Linked DNA regions of Mus musculus: region 2 is linked to region 1. Evidence: chromatin contacts called from public promoter capture Hi-C data. All regions are on one chromosome and are shown on one strand. The core of a region is the stretch at or near the end of the contact, and the rest is flanking DNA. Distances in the headings are between cores, read along the strand shown.

The links. Promoter capture Hi-C pulls out the DNA fragments that hold promoters and counts their contacts.
Region 2: a contact with region 1 is called in a promoter capture Hi-C map of pre-B cells, with 4 times the contacts expected there. The contact joins the promoter of Rfc1 here to the promoter of Pgm2 in region 1. A contact is called at or near these places in 9 of 39 promoter capture datasets (the 3T3-L1 cell line, the HPC-7 cell line, cranial neural crest and 5 more), 2 of 484 Hi-C or Micro-C datasets (B cells and uterus) and 1 of 9 other capture datasets (adipose tissue).

The regions. Positions count from the first base shown.
Region 1 is chr5:64,090,067-64,095,935 of GRCm38.p6, reverse strand. It overlaps Pgm2 (phosphoglucomutase 2), which reads right to left and starts at 2,997. Exons shown (of 14, transcript NM_025700.3): 1 at 2,848-2,997. The coding sequence starts at 2,952.
Region 2 is chr5:65,332,169-65,337,593 of GRCm38.p6, reverse strand. Rfc1 (replication factor C (activator 1) 1) reads left to right here and starts at 1,955. Exons shown (of 25, transcript NM_001347357.1): 1 at 1,955-2,070. The coding sequence starts at 2,068.

The DNA of each region.
Region 1 (5,869 bases), core at 1,748-4,247:
CCATTACACCGGCAGGTGCCCCCAAGGCAAGGCTCAGAGCTGTCATACAAAGGGAGCACAACAAACATCTGCTGAGTGGCTGAGACAACACAGACTTCCTGGCCACACCCAATATCCAGGGCGTCTCTGAGGCCTACTGTGGATTTCAAAAGTCTTAACTGGTCTTGGATTGCTAGAAAAGACTCAGCAGCCTGAGAGAACAAAGCAAAGAGATAAAGAAAAGTCAAGAAGAGAGCAGCAGAGATAAGGGTCAGACCTGGGGGTGAAGGAAAACGGACAGAAGAGGGAGGCACAGGGGAGGGGATATAATAACCATGCAGAGAGCACAACTAGAGTCCTTGCCAGCATGGGTGGCTCTGCAACCTTTTAGCTGGTGGGAGGTCCCCTGAAGAATGAATAGGTCCTTCCCAGAGAGGCACCCATCTCCAGTTAAAGGAACTGAGAGGGGCTAAAGTCAGCTCCATCAGTTAACTGCTGGCTATGCAAGCTTTAAGACCCAAGCTCAAGTCCCCGGCATGCACTAGCCAGCCCGGCCAAGCAGAGCTCATCTGTAAATCTAATGCTGGAGGTAGACAGACTATGTATGCATAGAGTGGGTGGTTCAGACAATTTAGAATTTAGCCAATCGGCTCCTCGTTCAATGAGAGTATGCTTGGGCCAAGGAGTGGCACTATTAGGAGGCCTCGTTGGAGGAAGTGTATCACTGTGGGGGTGGGCTTTGGGGGATCTTCCTCCTAGATGCCTGGAAGACAGCTTCTGTTTGCCTGCAGAACAAGATGTAGAACTCTTAGCTCCTTCACTAGCACAGTGCCTGCCTACATGCGGCCATGCTTCCTATTATGATGATAATGGACTGAACCTCTGAAACTGTAAGCCAGCCCCAATTAAATGTCCTTTATAAGAGTTGCCTTGGTTATGGTGTCTCTTCACAGCAACAACTAACTCTACCCTAGCTAAAGCAGAATGAATGAGGAAGGTACTTTCAGCCTCTGGCCTCTCTGCACAAACATGCACCACAGGTGCCCACACAGCTACACACAAGCACATGAACACAGACACAGCCATACACCACAAAGACACACCTCGGATTGGGAAAAGAACATTGAAGCATCTCCAGAGGAGAAAAGGACAAGTTTCCACGGAGGTACCGTGGACATCCAAGACAGATTCCATGTTCTACAGTAATTACATTTTCTGCTCACTTCTGAGCCCATCTGTGAAGTACCTTCTGAAGACCAATAGATCCCAGGCTCTGATGGGATCAAAGGGTCCCTCCTTTGATGGATCCATAATATGCCGGGATTATGAGGAGGTGACAAATGGTGGGAACTGGGAGCAAGTTGGAGAATCGAGGATACTGGGACTTGTCACAGGATGGTATATTTCCTCAATGGCCTCTTCCTGTATTCCCCCTTTCTCTGCTCCTTAGCCAACAGCTCTGCTACTCCTTTCTACCATGAAGGATAAGAGCATCTCAGAGTGTGAGCAGAGCAGTTCTTTCCCGCCCCTTCAGTCTCTGTCAGACACTTAGTCAAGTGGTACAAGAGCCCAATAACACACACAAGACTTCTTAGCTGAGGTGTTAGGACAGCTACACAATGCAAGTTATTAAGTGATCAGAAATGGAAACAGTTTCCTCCCCTTAAACATCCTGGAATGCTTTATGTTTCCAGGAAAAAAAAAATCCACAACAAAGCAAAACAAAACCTCCCATGAGGCGCTAGCACTGCCATCCTGTTTCCAGGATGGCCTGACTATTCATTTTCTAGGTGTGAGCGAGCAAAGGCCTCTGCTGAGCCTTCCAGCCTCTATCCAGTCACCAAATGTTTCAGGGACCAACTATAGACATGCAGTACGGCACTACGGTACTACGGTACTATAGACCACGGAAAGCAGCAGAGACACACAGCACCAGCTACATAATTTTCAGGGGGGGCCAGTGCACAATTAGAACGAAAGACTCCGTGTTTAACAATAGAGAATCTCAAAGTAGTGCTTTAAAATACGGCTTGGGCCCTTCCCTGAGTACAGGTTCAGTGGATCTGCGTGGGTCTCACCTCCTGAAGTCAGCCCTGGATACCGACAAATTTTAAACAAACAAGCCTGTAAGGGATTGTCTTTCAATTCCAGGAAGAGCAGGGAACCAAAGGCCTGGGCTGTCTAGAGAGAGAGTTTGAGTTGCACTTGGGAGACAGGAAAGATCCGCTAAGTTCACACAGGAAAAACGACAAGAGAAATAAAGTCAGCAGAACACCGGCAAGAGGAACATTGCGGGAAAGCAACAGGACACGCGAAAGCACAGGTCAGAGAGAACTTGTAGAGGGCAAAGGAAGTGATGTCCGGAGCTGGCCGACTGACTAAGACATTACAGGGGAAAGGCGCAGCTGGGGCCAAAGCGTTCCCTGTCACCTTCCCAGTGGAGTGTATGTTCTCTGGAAAACTCCCTGTCAGCCTGGCCCATCAGGGACCCGGTAGTATCCATGAAATCAGAAAAGGTGGTCTGGACTGTGGAGAAGTCCAGGTCCCGGGAAAGGCGGGACAGAGCGGATTCTGAATGGATGAAGATGCTCAGCCCATCACAGAACCTCAAAAACCTTCTCGTGCGTGGACTACCCCGGGTCCCAGGCCCGCTACATTCACTCTCCACCCCACTCCCCGCCCCCCAGCTCGCTCCTCTACCGGGTCTAGCAGCCGGGCGAGCCACACAGCTGTCTCCAGTCCCGCAACAGCTTATGCCGAGCAGGCACCGTGTGGCGAGGCAGGGAAGGAAAGAAGGAAGCTGGGCCCGGCTCCCTGCCGGACAAGCCACGGCGCCCGAGAACCGAAGAGCCGGAGATCGGCCCTTACCTGGTCCCAACGCAGCCACTGCGCGGTCTCCTGGTCCAGTCGCGCGTCCATACCCAAGCCACTGCCTTCCGGAGCCGGTGTCTCTGTCGGTGTCGCCGCCGCCATCCCGCAGCAGTCACAACCGGGCGGAGGAGGCCGGGTCACCCTTCTGGAGGGGCGGGGAGAGGGCGGGGAAAGAGGCGTAGTCAGAGAGCCGGAGGGAAGAGGACGTGCAGCAGCCCCGCCCGGTTCCAGACTCGCCATTAGTGGGTGTGCTTCCCGGAGGGCCAGGCAATTGGGGAGTGCTTTGTTGTTAGGAGAGCTGGAGGCTCGCCTTACTCTAGTCTCCTAGGCCCTACATACCCAGGGTCCTCCAGCAAACATCAAGTATGCATTTGGTGCCCATCACACCTGAGATGCTAGTCTGACTGCGCTGGGAAGCAGAGCACATTGGCGCAGGCCAGTAGCCACATGGCAGAGGCAGGCAGGTCTCTGTGAGTTAGAGGCCAATCTGATCTACATAGTGAACTCTAGACTAACTAGGGGTACATAGGGAGATCCTATCTCAAAATGTAAATTAAATTAGAGAATAGCAGAGGGGGAAACAAATCTTGAAAAAGAAGAGCCAAGTGGGAAATAAATCAAATAGACCAACGAGCCAGAAATGAGATAACACTTGCAAAGACAGTTTATGTCAGAAGAGCAACCGGAAGGACGAGTTGTAATTTCAAGGCACCGGGTCAACTGGATTTTCACACTAGAAAATGTAAAAAGAATGTCGACTCATCCGCCTGAGGTCGCCACACACAAACGAGAATTCCAGGTCAGCTGGGTGATGTATGTGCACACCTGGCTGGGCACGGGGAAGCACAAGCAAGAATGGTTCTGAGCCGCACATGATGCCTTCCTCGCTCCTGCAGTCCCGACTGTTGGGACTGTTGTGAGTTCAGGGCCTGGCCTACAAAGTGAGTTCCAGTTCACCGTGGGTTCCAGTGTGAGATCTCGTCTCAACAAGCAAACAAACAAACAAACAACCCTAAAACGAAAGAAAAAACAATTAAACAAAAAAAATCCAAAGCAGTTAAGAGCACGGGTTGTTCTTCCAGAGCACCTAAGTTTGATTATCAGCACTAGCATGGCTGCTCAGGATGGTCTGAAACTCCAGTTCCAGGGGATCCTGCATCCTTTTCAGACCTCCATTGTCATATATATCCATGGTGCATAGACATGTATGCAGGCAAAATACAAACATACACACACACACACACACATACACACACACAACTTTTTAAAAGGTTTCTAGCAGATTTAGTCGCAAAAAGCTCCAACCATACACATCCAGATTGCCAACAATAGAATGGATAAATATGTAGTGGTATATTCATTCTAAATCATATACATAAATGATGATCGATAAGCCATGAGTTACACAGCCCAGTGAGAATGAAGAACTGTATACAACTTCATGGATGTAGCTCACAACCATCCCATAGAGTGAAAGAATTCAGACCTCTGACAGACATTGGGTCTGACAGACACTGACTAAGAAAAGCACAAAGAAAGAAAACAAATCAGTATTTTCCAGAACTGGATATGGGGATTCACTGCAAAGGTCACTGGGGGTTAAGGGAAGCGACTCTGGGTTTGTGATTTCCTGGATCCAGGTGCTCGTCAAAACTTAGAACCATGGTTACCAGCTATAAGTTATGTCTCAATTTTGAAATTTTAAAAAACTACATTTATCTACGGTGTGTGTGTGTGTGTGTGTGTGTGTGTGTGTGTGTGTGTGCTGTGCCATACATATGGAAATACAAGGATAACTTTAGGAAGTCATTTCTCTTCTTCCACCATAGAGGTCCTAGGGATCGAATTCAGGTTGTCAAGCTTGGTGGCAAGTGCCTTTTGTTGCAGGATATTTAATCATACTCTGAACTCTGAGCTTAAGTTGTTTACTGGAGAAACCTGTTTCTAGTTGTGGTGTGACTCAGTTTTAGCACACACCTTTACACCTTTAACCCCTCTGGCTGGGATACAGACACAACCCTAGTGCTCACCTTTAATCCCAAACAGTGAAGGTAAGGTTAGTTTGTAGAAGGAAGCACCCATGTTTGAAAGTGATGTCTAGTTGAGTGGCAGACAAAGTGATGAATCAGAGAAAGACTTGACAGAACAGAAGAGAGGAAAGAGAGGCTACTTAGGAGAGAACAGTGCAGAGAGAGAAGGGAGAGGGCAGGCTTACTAGGACAGTTATAGAGACAGGTTGTAGAGAGAGGGAGAACAAACTACACACAGGCAAAGACGGAGTTAGTCAACGAGAAAGAGCCACATGACAACAGAGTGTCAGTTAGTATGAGGCCAAGCCAAGCAAAAAGTCAGAGGCTGAGAGAGATGCCAGATTGAATCAGTCAACTTGAAGAGGAGTTTAAGCCAGAACAGCTGAGTCCAACCAGCCAGCTAGAGTTCAGACAGAGTGAGGAGGAGAGATCTTATTCAGCAGCAAGTCTCAGAGGCTGAAAACATTCTAGGCCTAGATAAGACTGTACAGAGGCTAGAAGCTTCCAGAACTGGGCCTAGGTTAGCAGACAGACAGGAGGCAGTAAGTCTCAGAGATGACAATTACACCAGGCAAATAAAAGATACTTTTACAGCCGTTACTTGCCAAGCCATCTCACTGGTTCATATTTCAATTTAAAAAATTGTTAACATACAAACTACAGGAGAGTTAATCTATGGACATTAGGGGACTGGTTATATTTGGGAAGGAGGAGTTTTGTGTCTGTTCTGCCCTTCTTCCCCACCACAGGAATCAATCAGGGCCTTGCTTGTGCTAGCCAAGCACTGAGCCACATCCTCAGTTCCAGGCCCTCTCTCTCCACCTTTTATTGGTTTTCTTTGAGACTGGGTTGCCAAAGCTTGTCTAAATTGGTCTTAAATTGCCTATAGTTGTAACTAAGGCTGGCTTGAAATTTATGATCCTCCTGCCTCAGCCTCCTAGAGTAGCTGAGACTATTGATATGTGCCATCGTCCCTTGCTTGGACCAGC
Region 2 (5,425 bases), core at 706-3,205, 1.2 Mb before region 1:
CAAACCAAATCAAGTAACCACCATTGCTGCTGCCGCCACCAGCACCAGCACCAGCACCATCAGAGAATGCTATTACTACTTGATATGTGGCAGAAATAGTTGTGTCTTAACAGATGAGGACCCTGAGTCACAATTACTTCTCTATGGTCTTGTAACTATTACATAGTAGAGCAGGAACTGAACGAATGGCTTCAGAGGGACCTAAGCAGGGAAGTCCTTCTCACCAGTGACTGTTCACTTGTTTCTAAGTTGGGGATTATTATTGTTGGTGAATTTTAACCCAGAACAGTGCAAAAAATGCATGTGGGTTACATGTTACAAAAAATGCAGAGTATGGTACTCACCTTTAATCCCAGACTCAGGGAAGCAGAGGCAGGCGAATCCATATTGTGTTCCAGGCCAGCCAGGAATACATAGAGAAATCCTCACTCAAAAAACCAAAATTATGTTGCAATAGACATCTACTTAAATACAAACTCTTGTATTCCTGAAGGCTTTACTGTCTTTCCCAGTAGATATGGTGTCATAAAATGACAAGACCCAACAAGAAGTGGTTAGAAAAAGATTTCAAAGTTCAAGGCCAAAGTTTGATACTGCCCTCTACACTAAATTCTTTGATAGTCACGTTTTCTCTTAAAGTTATATGCAATTGTTAATTTCTATTCCACAACCAGGTTGCTCATTTACTCATAGGAAACTTGCTGGCCAGGTGTGGGCTACCACCCCTATAATCCCAGCAGTGGGGTGGTGGAGGCAGGCCCACTAGAGTTTCATAGCAAGAGCAGCTTCCAAAGCTTGCTTATCCTAAATCTTTTCTTGTTTTTTTTTTTTTTTTCCCCTGTGTGGGCGTGTCTTGGTTATGTCAAAGATTTGACTATTCTTTAAGAGACTTAATGAAGCTTTAGGAAGGAATTAAGGGGCTAGTTTTCTTCCTTCCTTCCTTCCTGTCTTTCTTTCTTAGATTTATTTATTATATGTAAGTACACTGTAGTTGACCTCAGACACTCCAAAAGAGGGCATCAGATTTCATTACGGATGGTTTTGAGCCACCATGTGGTTGCTGGGATTTGAACTCAGGACCTTTGGAAGAGCAGTCAGTGATCTTAACCGCTGAGCCATCTCTCCAGTCCCGGGGGCTAGTTCTCTTAGCTTGGTAGTTTTAGAGCAAAGACATTGGGGCTGAGGGTTGCCCAGTTGGTTGCATGCATTCACAGTAGCTCTGAGTTTGATCCCTTGCATCGTGTAAAGCAGGAGTGTTGGCATATATCTGAGATTTCAGCGTTTGGGAGGCAGTAGAGAAATCAGAAGTTCAAGGTCATTCTCAGCTACATAAGGAGTTTGGGACCTGGACAAGTCACATGATCTTCTGCCTCAGAAAAACAACCCCCCCAAACAAACAAAATGCCTTTACTGTAAACAGTCCGTTAAATGCAAACATATACCCACGTGATGGAAGGTTCCCTGAAAGTTGTTCTCTGACCACAGCTTGTCATTCCATCTTCAATAGATAAATGTATTAAAAAGTTAAAAAAAATGTCCATTCACTAAGGGTCTGTTAGTTTGAGCCAAAATCAATAGGTCAAACATTAAAAATAAAATAAATCAGTGTAAAGTTTGATGAGAACAGTTGACCTTTGCGGGGCGCATCGAATACACTTCATCCTACCGTGGTGGCAGTAAGAACTTCTGGAAGCGGCTACAGAGCACTGCCCTTGCAGCACGTGCGTGTACTGCAGGAAGGAAGCCACCTGGGAACCCGGCTTAGAGGAAGTCAGCCTCAGATCCCAAATTGGGCGTCTCCCGGCCACGATCGCACGCGCACTCGCCGTCCTACAAGGTAGCAACCCTCCGGTTGCTAGGGCTGTGGTCCTGCACCCAGTGCGCAGCTCCCGCCTCGGGGCGGGGCCGCGGGGAACGCGCGCCTCCGACGTCATCGCCGCGCGCCGCCGCCCGCGCTTCTGCTACTTCGCGGGAGAAGTTGTTGGCGCCAATGGATCCCGAGCCCCGATAACGAATTACCCCAGCCACGGGCCTGCCCACCTGCTCCTGTTCGGTCGTGGGGCTGCGATGGTGAGCCGCCCGGGAGGCCGTGCAGCTACAGAGGCTTTGCAGGCGGGGGTGTGAACGGGGCGCCGCCGCGGTGCGGGATGGGGAGGACGATGCAGAGGGCTCCGAGGGGCCCGGCTTAGGGTGCGGGGCGCACCAGGGACGCAGCTGCAGGGAGGTGGCTGCTACGCGGCAATTTCACATCCCCACCCCCCCGACTCTTGGGGGAAGGGAGGAAGGAAGAAGAAAGTTGATTTGGACGGGGCGTTAAAAGTTACTTTCGTGTACAGCCTTGTCCCAAATCATCTCTGTTGGAGTGCTTCCTAAAGTCCCGACTTCAAGCTTTGCGTGGAAGAATGTCACACTTGGCTTTCGCAGGGAGAAGTTTGCTCGGGCCTTCAGCTTGAATCAGCTTCCTGGAAGCGAGTGTCAGCTGTGACACAAGGAAGTTTATTTGTTTATTTTGTTTAGAATAATTTATAGGAGTTGAGCGGATCCTGGTTTACCAGGAATAAAAACACGGCGAGTACAGACGGATGTTCTGTATTTGACAGCTGTCATCTCTTATCACCTGTTACGATAAGTAGTTTTTTTTTTTTTTAAACCTCAGTTCCAACTTCAATAATTCAATGTAGTGGACATTCAAATAGTTTGAAAGTGAAATTGTTTGAAAGTCCCTGGCATAGGAGACAGATACAAGTTGGAAATAATTTTTAATTTACTGGACCACTGAAGATGTTCAGCTAATCTACAAGATATTTAACAATCACACTTACACACACTTTTATTATTCTTAAGCTTGTCAGAACACCAGCATGCAGGGGAGAAAAGTGTTACACCAAACTGGAAAAAGTTTCAGCTCTCTGTTTTTTATTCTTTGGGGAAAAAAGATAGTGATGGTAGCCACCCAGAGTCGGCCTTTTTATTTTCGGGATAATATGTGAGTTTGCTTTAAATACCGTCTAGAAATTCATCTGAAGTGTTGTTTTGGAAAATATTTATTCTTATTTTAGTTATGTGTATCTGTGTTTGTATATGCACACATAGTTTGTGTATGCACACATATGTTTGAAGGCCCATGGTAGCCAGAAGAGTGTGTCAGATCCTCCAGAGGTGGTGTTACAGGTGGTTTTGAGCTGCTTTCTGTGGGTGTTAGTTCTGGAAGTCAGGGTCTCTGCAAAGAACAATATGCACTCTTAACCACTGAACCATTTGTTCAGCCCCCAAGTCCAATACATTCTTATTTGACTTGTAACGTGTATGTTGTGTCTGAGTATATTTCTGTGACTATGCATGCCTGATGCCATCAGAGGCCAGAAGAGGGTGTTGAACCCTTTGGAATTGGAGTTGAACTCATGTCCTCTGAAAGAGCAGCAAGTACTCTAACTCCTGAGACATCTCTTCAGTCATACCTCTCCAGTTCATTGGTGGTGCATGACTTTAATCACAGCACCTGGGAGGCAGAGGCAGGTGGATCTCTATAAGTTTGAGGCCAGCCAGCTCTACAGAGTGAGTTCCGGTACAGCCAAGGCTACACAGAGAAATCCTGTTTTGAATAAATTACGTGTACAAGTGTTTTGTCTGCATGCGTGTATGTGCAGTGCATGCAGCCCTGGTCCCAAGAAGGTCAGAAGAGGGCATTGGGTCCCCTGGTACTGGCGTCATACATGGGTGTGAACCATCACGTGGGTGGTGGAAACTGAAGCCAGGTCCTTTGCAAGAGCAGCAAGTGCTCCCAATCACTGGACACATCTCAAGCCTCCCAAGTTCTTCGTGGTTGTTGTTGTTGTTTTGTTTTTTTGAGACAGGGTCTCTCTCTATGTAGTCCAGGCTGTTCTAGAGCTTACTATGTAGAGCAGGCTGGCCTTGAACTAACAAGAGATGCTTCTGCCTCTGCCTCCTGAGTGCTGGGATTAAAGTCCCATGCCTTCATGCTCAGCTCCAAGTTTATTGTTTTGAAGGAAGATTTGGGTAATAGTGCCATGTGTCAGGTCTTGAAATTACAGTGTAATTATAGATTAGGCTGGTGTGAACTCATGATCCTCTTGCCTTAACTCACAGTCCAGTTTTTTAACAGTAAAGATACCTTTGTTGTTGTTGTTTTTCGAGACAGGGTTTCTCTGTGTAGCCCTGGCTGTCCTGGAACTCACTTTGTAGACCAGGCTGGCCTCAAACTCAGAAATCTGCCTGCCTCTGCCTCCTAAGTGCTAGGAAATAAAGGTGTACGCCACCATGCCCGGCTAAAGATACCTTTTAAACAGTTTGTCATACAACTAGAAGGTGGTTAAACTGGAAGGAGAGCCTAGGCATTTCTGACTACTATGCTATTCTGCCTCCCGAAAATGATCAGCGTTGCATTTTGGAATTTAGGTGTGTTGGTATTGTGGGAAGTTGAGATTTTTTTGTTTTTGATTTTGTTTTGTTTTTCGAGACAGGGTTTCTCTGTGTAGCCCTGGCTGTCCTGGAACTCACTTTGTAGACCATGCTGGCCTTGAACTCAGAAATCCGCCTCCCAAGTGCTGGGATTAAAGGTGTGTGCCACCACGCCCGGCTAAAGACTTTAATAGTTAATAGTTATATTAACATGCTAATATGCCTTATAATTATCTGGACCTGTACAAGTAGATTAACTCAAGTGACTCCTGTCTCAGACTTCCAAGTGCTGTGATTACTGGTGTGATCCACTGGACTTTATTCTTGGTTTCTGCTTGCAAAAAGGATGGGATGAATAATAACTACTACCTTGATAACTTAACATTAAAAATTATATTTATTTACTTTTTTCTTTTTTTTTTTAAAAGATTTATTTTTTCATTTATTATATGTAAGTACACTGTACCTGTCCTCAGACACTCCAGAAGAGGGAGTCAGATCTCGTTACCGATGGTTGTGAGCCACCATGTGGTTGCTGGGATTTGAACTCCTGACCTTCGGAAGAGCAGTTGGGTACTCTTACCCACTGAGCCATCTCACCAGCCCATTTATTTACTTTTTAAAAAATGTGTGTGTGTGTCATAGCATAGTTGTAGAGGATCCAGGTTTAGTTTCCAGCACCCACCCACATGACAGCTTATAGCAGCCTGGTCCTCTTAATTAAAAGATATACTTATTAGTTTATGCATGTAAGTGTTTGCTTGCATGCTTGCATGTGCACCATGTATTGTGCTTGGTGCCTGAGGAAGCCAGAAGAGGGTGTTGGATTTCCTGAAACTGGAGTTACAGGTTGCTATGAGCTGCCATGTGGGTGCTGGGAACTGAACCTGGGTCCTCTATAAGGGCAGCAAGTGCTATTAACTGTTCAGCCTTCTTTAATGGAATATTTGCAGAATTAAGACAATTTTAAGGGCCAGAGAGATGGTTCAGTTGGTATAGTGCCTGC